3 separate regions of the Zea mays genome follow, and regions 2 and 3 are each linked to region 1. A link is a contact called in public Hi-C data. All regions are on one chromosome and are shown on one strand. Each heading gives the region's core, a stretch centred on a gene start, on an enhancer-like site or on the middle of the called end of the contact. The rest is flanking DNA. Distances are from core to core; before and after follow the strand shown.

Evidence for each region. Hi-C and Micro-C count contacts between places; a contact is called where the count stands out from the background.
Region 2: a contact with region 1 is called in a Hi-C map of bundle sheath, with 2.2 times the contacts expected there. The contact joins the promoter of LOC103625730 here to the promoter of LOC100281491 in region 1. A contact is called at or near these places in 4 of 25 Hi-C or Micro-C datasets (bundle sheath, ear, leaf and 1 more).
Region 3: a contact with region 1 is called in a Hi-C map of ear, with 2.5 times the contacts expected there. The contact joins the promoter of LOC103625728 here to the promoter of LOC100281491 in region 1. A contact is called at or near these places in 3 of 25 Hi-C or Micro-C datasets (bundle sheath, ear and tassel).

What each region holds. Positions count from the first base shown.
Region 1 is chr5:1,640,237-1,644,676 of Zm-B73-REFERENCE-NAM-5.0, forward strand. It overlaps LOC100281491 (carotenoid isomerase 1), which reads left to right and starts at 1,918. Exons shown (of 10, transcript NM_001360246.1): 1 at 1,918-2,312; 2 at 2,398-2,629; 3 at 2,757-2,867; 4 at 3,705-3,758; 5 at 3,973-4,260. The coding sequence starts at 2,122. LOC100273411 reads right to left here and starts at 1,704. Exons shown (of 8, transcript NM_001147848.1): 1 at 1,428-1,704; 2 at 942-1,047; 3 at 780-847; 4 at 491-631; 5 at 139-180. The coding sequence starts at 1,027.
Region 2 is chr5:1,843,634-1,848,073 of Zm-B73-REFERENCE-NAM-5.0, forward strand. It overlaps LOC103625730 (putative protein kinase superfamily protein), which reads left to right and starts at 2,415. Exons shown (of 9, transcript XM_035958914.1): 1 at 2,415-3,177; 2 at 3,714-3,835; 3 at 3,972-4,440. The coding sequence starts at 2,836.
Region 3 is chr5:1,770,386-1,774,825 of Zm-B73-REFERENCE-NAM-5.0, forward strand. It overlaps LOC103625728, which reads left to right and starts at 2,123. Exons shown (of 3, transcript NM_001321410.1): 1 at 2,123-2,438. The coding sequence starts at 2,243.

The DNA of each region.
Region 1 (4,440 bases), core at 668-3,167:
AATCTGACCGTATCTGGCCACTCAAGCAGTCTATAGAGTTTGCACAAGTGCAGCATGGTCTTAACACTAAAAAAGTGCTTGTGAATATTGAACAGGATAAAGACAAACAAACTCATGTAAGATACAAAGATCAAGTACCTTTCTTTATATGATCTTTAAGTCCATTTTCGCATGAGCTCACTGGCACAAGGAAAAGAAAAAATCAATACCAAACTAATTAAAGAGTATGAAATTATCATTAAAATTGAACAGTTATGTTCTCTAGAGCTCATACTTCAATAAGAAATCCAAGAATAACAGCAGAATACATAGAATTAGCCCAAAAATCACAATATGAGAGAAAACTCTACAGTCAGGACCTTCCATAGTCTTTTCTACTTCAGTTCAGGAAAAAAAAGATGTACAGAACGAATTCAGATGAGCGAGTCATATCAACCGTTAGCATGTAAGAATAAAAAAGGCTGTTCACTAACAAAGCTATATAACTCACGCTGATTAATGTTTGAGATGTTTTGGCAGTGGACCCTGCAGCCAGTTTCAATATAGGACCTCATTCTGACAGTGCAGTTTGATTTAAGTATCTGATTCATTACATCTGCTTCCTTAGAAATCTGCGGCCTACGAAAATACTCTGCAATAAGATTGTTATGTGCCTCAGTCATCACAATTACAGAAAATTGACCGGTGGACAAGTACATAATACCATCACAAAATGGCTTCCCAGTGGATAATATAAACTGAACCTCCATGGCAAATCAGACGTGTCAACAAAAACTAACCAAGCTCCTCACGAAATCTCCCAAGCAATCGCTCCCCAGATTCAACAAGCTCATTGAACTGAGCGACCCTGTGACGCGGCAGATGTAAGAATCAGCTCAGTTAATGCAAATTTCAGTCGAAAAAGGAGATGGATACCGTTCACATAAGCAAGGATGAATTACTTGGTCATGAACTCCACGAAGACACCACGGCTATTGCTCTCATCCTCACCCGCTACCTCAGGTGGCGGCAGTTGCACGACAAGCATTGCTGGAATTTCTCCCTCGCCTGCAACAGTGCCGGGTCCAGTATTTTAAGATTGGGTATTAAAAACATCTGAAGGGGTTTAAAAAAAACAACCTAAAGAGTATTTTGCATTGTTATAATTGTATAATATATAGCAGATTCAACTGTGAGCACGGATAGTGAAACTGGTGGTTTGGAGTAACAATTCTAATCAATGTCATTGATACGATCTTGATGCCTAATTTAATCAGTAGGATTGAGTATGTAAAACAACAAACAAAAAACAAGATGTACAATTAAAATTGGAATCCACAACATGTTTCAATTTGATATTGATAGTACAAAGTACAAAAATCTGTCAATTTAAAGGACAAATCAATAAGAAATGGCATTAGTAATCATAAAAGAACTCATCTCCGCACCAACTATGAAGCATCGGCAAAAAAACCAGTAAATCGTTGAGCCAGATCAGGGACGAACTCGACGTCGAGCAAAGGAGAGCCGCAGAGGTGTCGGCCGCTGGGCACAGCAGCTGAGCAGCGCACATCAACACAGGGGCCGCCGAGCACAGCCGCTGCCGCTGTCCACTACCACTGCTGGCCTGCCGCGCGCAGCTGCTGAGTGAGCCACAGGGTGCCGGCTGCGCACGCGCGAGAGGCTGGCTAGGGGCCGCCGCCAGGGAGTGCCTGAAAGGCCGCGTGATGGGCCGATTGAGGCAATGGCCTTGGCTCAATCCGGTCCAGACCAATAACTCAAGTTTGCATCGACGCTTCGACGAGGGCTCGGATGGAACTCGTCCGTGCTTCGGGCGGCGATGGTCAGCACAGCACTCGGTAGTCGGTTCGGAGGTCAGGCCCTGTCGACTTTGTGGCCTTGAGTTCTGGATGAGGAGATCTCTTGTATTTGTGGTCTCGTTACTACAGCCCATGTTATCTCGGGTCCGTCCTGGACGAGGCAACGGCCGCCGCGAACGGAGAACGGCCGTCGAGAGGCCACGTGTCCACAGCCGTGGCCTCACTCGCACTACTCGCCCTGCTCGTCGTCTCCCCAGTCCCCACCAGTTGCCTTCGCATCGCCGGACGCCGCTCGCCCTCCGCTTCTGCGACTACGTCCGAGATGGCCGCCTCGGCATTGGCCTCCCGCGCGCTGCGGCCTCCGCACGGCCGCCACCCTCCCGCCCCTTCGCCGCGTCCGCGTCCGCGCTCGGCAACCGCCGCCGCTCCAAGGACGCGCTGCCGCGCGGTGGCTGCGGACGAGCGCCCCGCCGACCCCGCGTTCCCCGAGCGCCAGAACCGCGGGATTTCCGGGTACGGACGGCAACGCACCAACAAACCAAACTGACCATTCGGATTTCAGGCTTCGCCTCCTCATCGCGTCGCAGTTGTCGACCAGGGCGGTGGAGAGGCCGGAGGCGGACGTGGTTGTGATAGGCAGCGGGCTCGGCGGGCTGTGCTGCGCCGGCCTCCTGGCGAGGTACGGCCAGGACGTGCTGGTGCTCGAGAGCCATGACCGCCCGGGAGGCGCCGCGCACTCGTTCGATATCAAGGGATTCAACTTCGATTCAGGGCCATCCTTGTTCTCCGGATTCCAGTCCAGAGGCCCCCAGGCAAATCCACTTGCTCAGGTGATCTCAAGTGACACCTCATTACGCGTACTCCTTTTGTCATTTTTTAGTTGGATTCACGCAGACGGACATTGTTATTGATCATGGCGACAGCTTCAAATTGTTCTGATTTGTTTGCCTGCCTCAGGTCCTTGATGCATTAGGCGAATCAGTCCCTTGTGCGTCTTATGACTCTTGGATGGTTTATGTACCTGAAGGACAATTCCTCTCACGGATAGGACCAACTGAATTCCTCAAGGTAATATTTCATCTTGTGCATTTTCTTGATTTTCAGCAAGTTGGTTCAGTACCCATTGGCATGTTTGATTATTATCTAATGGGTAATTATTGGGTATCCTTGTAATCGATTCGATTAGTGTCTAGTTAGTAACCTGGGAATCCTTGTAACACCCCGTCCATTCCCGGACTCACGGTACTTACTCCTGACAGCCTTTTAGGATCATAGATCATTCCCACAGACCAATACAAGTCTTTTGTGTGCACTTTGTCCTCATTCATACGCACCCGAGAAAACTTCCCGATCGGTCACCTATTCCAAGATTGCTCCGGACCAAGCACACTTAACCCAGAGGTTATTTCGAGACAGACTTCCAAAAAAGAAGATGCATCTTATTAGTATGAGTACTTTATTAATTCTATTAAGCATTGGGCCATCATATCACCATCCACCGGGGCCAGAATATCACAATCCTTGACTCTTGTAATCGATTTTTTGTGTGCTTATTATAACAACAGTGAAGGAACCAAAGAAGAGTTGTTTACAGTTGATAAATAGACATGGCTCAATTTTGGACCATTTCAATACTCGAGAAAGGAATCCTTGGATATTACCCGATTACCTTGCTATGTTGTATGAATGTATGGTCCACAGTGCACACTTAGTTGTTGTGATTGAAAGACCAAATGGGGATTTCTGTTGCAGTCGTTGGCTAAGATTTTCTGGGATATCCAGCATAAATTATTAAAAGTAGCATTGTTCTTCCACATTTAACAATATCTGTTGTTAGCATTTTCTTTATGTTGGGATGCTCCCGCTCTTGATTGGATCCTGAGACCTGACTTGTAATCCCTGCAGGACCTTGAGATGTTTGTTGGTGTTGACGCTGTCCAGGAGTGGAAAAAACTTCTTGTGAGTTTGCTTCATATTTGGGTTTAGCTGTTTAGTAAAGGCTTTGCTAGATGTAGATGAACACTTTGAAGTACTGAACAATGCATGGGTATGCACTAGGTATTATCCTCCTTGTGTGTTAGCACTCACATACACTATACCACACAAAGTTCATAACTTAGGATGCTATATTGCCTTCAAAAGTGTGCTGATACCATACTGAAAACAATCTCAGGATGCAGTTATTCCTATGTCTGCAGCTGCAATGGCTTTGCCTCCGCTTTCCATTCGAGGTGATCTGGGCATTATATCTACAGCTGTTGGTAGATACACTCCTTCGTTGTTGAAATCATTCATACAAATGGGACCGCAAGGAGCTCTGGGCGCTACGAAACTTCTACGTCCATTCAAAGAAATTGTTGATTCGCTGGAGCTGAAAAATCCATTTGTTCGTAACTGGATCGATCTTCTGTGCTTTCTACTTGCTGGAGTTAAATCTGATGGTGCTCTTTCTGCAGAAATGGTAATCTAAGTTCCAACATAAAAACTTCATCCTCAGTGCTTTCCCAAACTTTAGCACATGATGAACACTGCATTGTAGAATTTGAGCAAATCCAGGATTTGTTGCCTTGGCTGTATCTGGGAATCTAAGGTTCAGGCATCCTAATTACTACATAAAATGAATGCGATGCATATGGAATTC
Region 2 (4,440 bases), core at 1,165-3,664, 200 kb after region 1:
TCACCCGTAGATCTATCCAACCTAACAGCTTAAATTAATACTGTTAGATCCAAACACGTACTGTACTGTACGTACTATCAGTACAATTAATTATTTGCTCAAAATAAAGCAGCTAGCTAGCTAGCTAGCTAAAAAAGGTTATTAAGCGGTTTTCCCATGCCAAGTACAACGAACGATCACTCTAAAAAATAAATACACTATATAGGAAAAGGTTACCGAGCCAAACATTTACAACATCACAAGCGATTAAACACAATCATTGATGAAACGAACCTGTATACATCACAAGTGTTTTAATTTACAACATCACAGCTGTCTACAAGGAACGCTCGTCTCGTCAAAAATAAAATCGTGTTGCAGTTGCAGTGGTAGTTCGTGGGCACACCGCAAACACGTTACACCTATGCATGCAGTACCGACAAGTGGTTTTACTTGCACAGGTTCCCGTTTGTCTCTGACGGTCTGACCTGACCCTACACATTTTGTTCCTACCTACGTACCTTTGACTACTACCGCTATAAAATCAAGTCATTTTAAACTCAACTAAATTATATAAATTAATCTAATATAAAATATATTTTGTGATGTACATATTTGGTTCTTTTCTATAGATTTTAGTAAACCTTCAAAGTTATCTATCTCGGATACGATAATCGCAATCCTTCCGTGATGGAACTAACTAGTCAAACTTTCTAGATTCTGACCTGTCTTATATGAACAAATTGACATTTGTGTCTTCGGACTCTCCAATATTTACCGTTTACTAGTTCATTTTTAAATAAAATACGGCAAACAGAAAACAAATTTACTTGGCATAAAAAGTGCTAGGGCTTCACAATATAGAGCTAGCTAGGCGACCCAAAACTGAAACTGTTATCACTCTTTCAGAAAGTGAGAATTGTAGTGTTTTTTGGGGCAGAACTCATGAGTACGTACGATAATAACCGATCGACAAAGCCTAGCTATATATTCAAAATAATAAGAAAAATGTTTTTTTAATCTTACAGTTTTTTTTTTTTTTTTGTAAACGTAACTTGTGCCTGTTGTCCCACCAAACGGAATGGGACTTAAAAATTAGCTTCTTGTACGTCTGATTGCAGCCTGAGCCTTGTACGTCGCCATCTCGATCTCTAGAAGCGTACACAGCAGCAATTGATAAGCAAAAAGTTGGTCTTATTGTTGTTTCGTGAATCTTGACACACAGGAGCTAGAGTCTGCATAGCGCAAGCCCTCGCTGCAAAGGCAATGTTGGAGCCTTTTGCGACTGTATTTACAACGACCATCATTATATATATATCGCTAAAGACTTTTAGTTGTTGAATGCGTTTTTAGTAACCAATTGTACGTCGCTGTAAGTAAACCGTCATAATGAGAGAGACCTGTATATAATTCAGTCTTTTCGTAGACCATTCTCGCCCGTTCCTTCGCCAGGTTAGTTTTAAACCAATTTAACAATAGAAAATAATAATTATATTCATAGTTACACAGATCATATAAATGTAATACCAAATTGACATAACTTATTTCTTATTCATAATCAATTCACATAGATGTTCATCAGTTTAACCCACAACCATAGTTACATAGACCAATCTAACACATAGACACAGTTCATCAATCATTAGTTTAACTCATCACACATACATATAACATATTCATCAATTGATGCGTAAAAGATGTGCATATAGTTTCATTTTGTTAAAATATGATAGCTCGTTTAGCTCGCGAGCTAGCTCGTTAACAAACCGAGCTACGGTGTCAGCTTAGCTCGTGAAAAAAAATCAAACAAGCTGATCTAAGCCGGATCGAGCTAACCACGAACCAAGTGAGCTAACGAGACACGAGCATTTCGTCTAACCTGTATGACTTCACAGAGAGGTAGAGCGTAAGATAAACAAACATTTTATAACATTTTTTAATTCTAAAATTGTATAGATGAAACAGAATTTGCAGAGCGTAAGCTAATTAAATGGTCATTTTATATGATCCATTTTGAGTTCTAAAGCAGAGGGTTGTGTTCACAGGTTTGATGACCTTCCTGCTCAGTTCCAAACAGAGGTCATCCAATAAAGGAGGGAGAACGAAGACCGGCGGAGACCTGCTACGACCGTTTCGTCGCCATTAGCTTGGGGTTTAGTCCACCCGTCAGATTTGACCAGAACAATTGAAAGACGAGGACCGTTCCTGTCAGAATTGCAGCAGCTGAGCATCTTCCCTGTCAGAGCCACAGAAGATTATCGGTGGCTTAACTGCCCCGCATTATTAATTAGTACCAATAATTTGCACTGCTAGGAGGTAATCAGAGCTTGATGAAATGGAAGGGAAGAGAGGGCAGGTGTCTGTTGGCCCGGCGCAGTCACAGACTAGGGCATCTCCAGGATTAAGAACACAAGCGGGAAAGTTAACAAATCCTGACGTAAAAAAAAACTCGGATTCCACACCGTGTGAGAAAAAGAGAGGGGGAAGGAAAAAGGGCGGCAGGCGAAATGCGCAACGGGACGGTGTGAAAAGAGCGGTTGCTGGCAACCCAAATGGTGGGACTTGGAGAGAGAAACCGCAGCAGCACAACTGCCACAAGCAAAGCAAGCCAGCCTGCGCTGCGAGAGGGAGGACCGAGGAGGGAGAGGGAGAGAGAGAGACCGGACAGGCGGGCAGCAAGCAACGGGCACGAACCGCCGCCGACCTCTCACAGGCGGAGGAGGGAGGGACCGAGGGAGAGACGCTCTCCTCTCTCTCTCTCTCACACACACACGCACAGTCCCATGGTCGCGCACGCCGCAGCATCCGCATCCGCATCCGCCTCCTCCCTGTGAGTCGCCGAGCGACGCCGCGCAGATGAAGGTGTCGTCCAGGAAGAAACCGCCGCCGCAGCAACAGCGGGAGGAGACGGAGGAGCAAGGGTCGTCGGGGGCGGCCGAGGCCATGGACGCCGCCGCAGCCGCGGCCGTTCAGGAGGAGGCGGAGGCGGAGGCGGAGGCGGAGGCGGAGGGGAGGACAGTGCTGGTAGGCGTGCGCGCGGACGCCGAGAGCCGGGCGCTGCTCACCTGGGTGCTCGTCAATGTGGCCGCGCCCCTGGACCGCGTCGTCGCCGTCCACGTCGCGCCGCCGTCCGCCGCCGAGGCGGTCGACTTCGACGCCATGCTCGCCGTCTACGAGGGCTTCTGCAACCTCAAGCAGGTAGTCGCCGCTCCGCGCCTCTCCTCGCCCTGGCTGTTGGCTCCCTCCCTCCCCTTCCGTCCATTTCGTTCTTTACCCTTGCTTTGCTTGACTTCTTATCGACATCCTCCTCCTTGCTGTGTGCTGACTCTGAAAAGATTCTCGTTTTTTTTTCACCCAAGCTCGTTCGATGCAATTCATCCGTGTTTCATGCCAAAATGCACGATTTTTCGGTTGATTTCGCGCTTGGCTACGGGCTACCGGATACTCATTCCACGCACGCGTACGATTGGTTAATTTTTTGGCACAATGACCAAATTTTGCCCTGACCTTTTTTACATTTATCGTGCAAAAGAGATCCAATTTTCACTTCATTTATGGCTTGCCTTCTATGCCCTAGTACAAGTTGGCTTTCGTTTCTGTACCAGATTAAGTCCTTTTACCCATTCTCCCCGTGGCTTTGCCGCTGTGCTGAATTCGCCTGATATTTTTTTTCTTTTATCTGGGTACTAGTAGTACTCCGTAGTAACTTCTTATTCATCCTGTTGCGCGCGTAGATCAATCTAAACCTGAAGATTTGCAAGGACTCGTCGGTGCGCAAGGCGCTAGTTCGTGAGGCCAGCCTGTTCGGGGCCGCAAAGGTTGTCCTCGGCGTCGCCAAGAAGAGGCGTGCGATTTCGTAAGTATAAAGTGCCATCGGCATTGGATGCTCAGTGCTTTCCACTATGGAAGATATATCTCAAGCTTTTCTCATCCTATCATTACCCCCCTCTAGCTCTGCCTTGCTGTAAATGGTGATTTGCATCATCCTTCAGGTCGTCGCACTCAGTTGCAAAGTACTGCGCAAAGAAGCTGCCCGCGAAGTGTGCGGTCCTCGCCGTGAGCAATGGCAAGATTGAGTTCCGGAGAGAGTCGAGCGTCCATCCAGGTAAGGTCTCGGCAGAAGTTCTCCCGTGTGGTGATGATGAGATGTATTGCGTAGTGCCGTTCCGAGCTCGTCAGGCTAAAGGGGGCGCACTTTCTTTACAAGAAAATAAAGATGACGGTGAGGGTGACGCCACGCGTGACTTTGGCACCAAGGGAAGTGAATTGGAGAATTTGTCAACGGATCAGGTCGAGATCGACGCAGATCCTTCTAGTACAAATGCTGAAGAGTCAACTGTCAAACAGGGAGACGAGATTTCCGAGCTTCCAGGTAAGGGTGCCAGTGTGCTCTACTGTGTTCTTCCTGAGAGAAGCAGCGGTTCTGTTGCAAGTACATCTAGTAGGCAAGACCAAGATTCA
Region 3 (4,440 bases), core at 873-3,372, 130 kb after region 1:
ACGAAAAGCGGATTCAAAGAACATTTTTTAATTTCAATTTCTCAATCGGGATGAATCCGCTTCCTTCCATTCCCTTTTACTACATGTTTATTTTAATGGCGTTGATGGATAGATTTTTTTGTATTAGAGAACTGTGGCTCACACTAGTTTATCGCTTGGGAATTTGTCTCTTCTATTCATCTGCTACTGTAACTTCCATTTTATTTTTTCTGCTTGCTGCAACAACATCGTTTGCATTCCATTTACTGGCTATTGTGTTGGCGTATTCCTTCTTACCTTACTGGATGGATAATCCTGCTTTAGATGTGACAAACACCGAAAACATTTTTTTGTTTCATTTGGAACCGTAGTTTTGAAATAATTATGAACACTGTTTCACGATGTTTCATACTTTTCCCTTCTTGCCAAATAAGTTGTTTTACATAACATGCAGTTAGTTGTTAGTGGCTTCAGAACTGACCTACAAGATAACTTTACTGTGGACCTGTTCAGTTATAATAAAAAAATGTGTGTGCAGTTCAATTGTTAATAGCATATTAAGAATGTAATCAAATATATGGGTACTTATTTACTTATTCTTTGTCTTTACATTAAGGCTTTCTATGCGGATGTGCCTCTAAATTTCACAATTGCTGGTAGGACTGTTCTGCTCATCTCTACGTAAGTTCCAACCATTATCTCTTCCATCGACACCATTTACGTTTATGTAATATTTTTCTGTGCGCTATTAATATTAATTTTACAAAGTCTATTCATAAGTTATGCTCAGTGCGAGGTTTCTCAGTTTTGCAAAGTACATGTAGTTATTTTTTAGTCTTTTTAAAAACTGGCCTACAGAATCTCTTAACTACAAAGAAATAACATCGTCTACTCCAACAACATACTCCTTTCACCCGTTGCTGGAACACTCATCATCAGACAATACCAAAAAAAATCCCTGCACTTGGATGTTCCCATGTCAGAATTGTGTCACAAAACAATGAAGTACTTAGATTTCCTTTAATATGTAGATCTCTACTCCCTTCCTTCCTAAGCTCCACTGATTTATTATTTATTATGTAGGTTGCCAAATCTTTGGTATTTTGATGGCTCTTCTCCGGTCAGAGGAGGGAAGAAGGAGTGCTATCGTAGGTTTATGGCAAGAAATCAGAGAGAGGAGTGTGGTTTTCAGATCATTTGATGTATCTTTCGTTAATAGAGAGGGAAATGAGGTAGCTCACCTTTGTGTAAGTAAGGCTATAGAGTTGGCTCCTGTTTTATTTTGGCTAAATTGCTTTCCTAATTGGCTTATGAAAGCAGCTAGAAGTGATTGTAATTTTACTTTAAATCAATAATAAAGAACGTGTGTTCTTCCTAAAAAAATCTTTGGTATTTTCAGACGGAGGCCACACTAGGTAAAGATATTTCTCTTAACTTTCTTTTCGTCTCACTGTCACCTACTTCGGGAAGTGATTCCTATTTAATAACAGTCATTTTTTGTTACAAAATCATTTACCATAATTCAATTGCAAAAGCAAATAAAAAAAGGATGATGAAACTTCACACCAGGTATGCTTTACTGTTGTGAAAATAACTATATTAAACTATACTTTAACTATTACACCAAATGTCATCGCATGGTACGAACAATCTAATATCTAATAATCCTAAAATTTGGTCCAGTACATTAGAATCACCCGCTAAGGTACTTCCATTTCCCCCCAAAGCTACAACATCTTTATTACTATGGTAAGCACTTACCCTCTAGAAAATCGTGGAGTTGAAGCTATAAATCTTTTAAAAAATATTTAGATAAGTTATTTTATTTATTATTTAGATAAAAAAATATTTCTAAAAATATTTAAATTGATATTATAAACTACACTTACACACTAGAGTTTAAACTTAGAGTCATCCTAAACACCCACATATTGTATGATCAATTCACTCAAATTCTTGTACACATGCTTCTGATTACCAACTACTTTCCAATCATTTTTTTACTTCCACATACATAACATGTATCATATATTAACTCATATATAATATTTATATACAATTTAAGATATCACAAACAGATTTTTTTTTATCGCGCGCAGGCGCGCGGCACGCACTAGTTCGCATCAAGCTTCAAGCATCCCCACACGCACTCCGCCTCCGCTCCGCTGTCTCCACCGGTCCGCCCCTCCTCCCCTCCTTTGCGCCTCCCCGAATCGCATCAGCCTTTCTCCTCGTGTCGCGACTCGCGAGCGAAACCCTCGCCATGGCGGAGGCGACCGACACCGCCGCAGCCACGCCGCCGCCAGCGCCAGCGATGGCGACTTTGTCCCCGCCTCCTAAGTCGGGGATCCCGCCGCGGTACAACCTGGACGCCAAGTGGGACGCGTGCCTCGACCTCTCCATCCGTCGAGTTGCCTACTCCTCCCTCGCCGGCGCCTTAGCGGGCCTCCTCCTCTTCCGTAAGGATGCTCCCCCGTTGCGCTTTGTCTCGTGAGAAATGGTTGGGGACTTCCTTGCCCGGTGTCCTGGCGCTGGGTTGCTTTGCCCGGTGCGCCCGCTGTTCTAGGGCTAGCGGGGAGGCTCGTCTTAGCCCCCATCTTGACCAGCCTGCCCCGATGCCCAATGCCGATGCGGATGTAGGGCCAACCGATGCAGTCACGTTGCACATTGTGCCTGATAATGATTGCTTTAGGGTGTCGTAGATGACAGAGCTCCTATCTCGTGCTGTCTCCATGATTAACATGGAGCGTTTCGTATAGTCATTTGCGTCAAGGGTGGTGATTTGCTCTATGCGTGCAAGTGAAGCTTTCTTAGGTTAGTATTGGCGCTGTTTGGACTAGTTAGGGCTAAAAATGAGCACAAACTAGCTAGAAACTAGCTAGAGTTGGCTAGCAACTTGTAGAAGGCTTAGGTAACACCTATTAGCCCTCCTGTTTGGATGCTTTAGCTAGCTAACAATTAGTTCTTGTATCCAAACAGGCCCTTTATTGGGTGGTACGGAGGGAGCATTGGATACAGAGGCTGCACGAAAATTTAGACTCAATTTCGTGGACGGAGGATGTTGGAATGTTTGCTTCGTTACCTCAGTGTTGGTTTCAGGGAGGGTACCTACCTGTGTCTGTCTGTGTTGCTTGTTAGGTTCCTATGGTTGGTAATAAAACTTGTGTGCTTAGAGTGCTTCATACCTGCTAATTGCCCTGCTAGTATGTCTAACGAAGTTGGGTATAGCAACCTTCCTGCAGATTGCAGTTTCTGTCTTAGTGCTGACTGCTGAATCGCATGTTGTCTAGAGCTCTGCTCTGCACTGCATATAGATTGTGGCATCCGATTGCACAGGACGTGGATATGTATAATTGGGACCATTAGTGTTCATTATATGTGTTTTTTGCTTAAAGTGATATAAATGGAAATGAGACAAACGGTGAACTGCTTGGTCGTGACTGAGGGTGACAATTGTAAGCTGTACAAGGAAGGGCTGTGTTGCGACTTTTTTTGGTGACTTAGTTTGCTACTTAAAGTGAATTCTATATTTCTTTTGTTTCTCTAAAATTGTCAATCAACCAGACTACTATAGCATTATCATATATTATATGTATTATTCTGGGTGATTGTCAAAAGCCATCTGACGGGTCCCCAGGAACGGGGTACTCAAAGTAGGCCCATTACTAGTGGTGGCCCAACTGGGCGAATAGCCACAGGAGTAAGTCGACCAAGTTCCCCCGAGCAACTGGGCGAGGTAGACGAACCGACTTGCTCGGCGGACGAACCGACTAGGTCCTGCCGAGCAACTCTGCGAGGCAGACGGACCGACCGAATTCCCCCGAGCAACTCTACGAGGTGGACGAAACGACCAAGTTCCGCCAAGAAATTGGGCGAGGCGGAGACGTGAAGACCCGCAACGGGGCCCATACATCTGTGGACCCTAGTTCCACGACCCCCTGTCACGCGCATGGCAGGCACACACCTGTACCCGCTTAGTGTGAAAACGAGGCGGACACTGTTGACCCACGCCATCCACGATAAGGCACGTCGCCACCAAATACCGTCTTGACCGACGCCACGACACGTTGGGGAGTGTCGGAGAGTCTCCATCAACAAGACGAGGCATCATCATGTATGGCCCTTAACGCCCCCAACACAGTGATGCGAGACCAGCCAAGTTCCACTACGGAGAGCCTCAGCACCAGAGTCTCTACAGTAACCCACGAACAGAACATGGTGGAGTGACCTGCCTTATCGGTCGTGCGCTTACGTTAGTATCAGAAGACGGCGTCAGAGGACCTATGTCAAGGGAACTCTCGTAGATAACAGGCCCTACTCCGCTTCAAACGACCCATCCCCTTGTAAAGACATCCCCCTTGAACTATAAAAGGGGGCGGCTGAACAACAACCAGGAAAGACAAGAGAGCTAGTAGCATTCAGTAGCAGTTCTCCTCTCCCTCACACTCTCACTCTCACTTG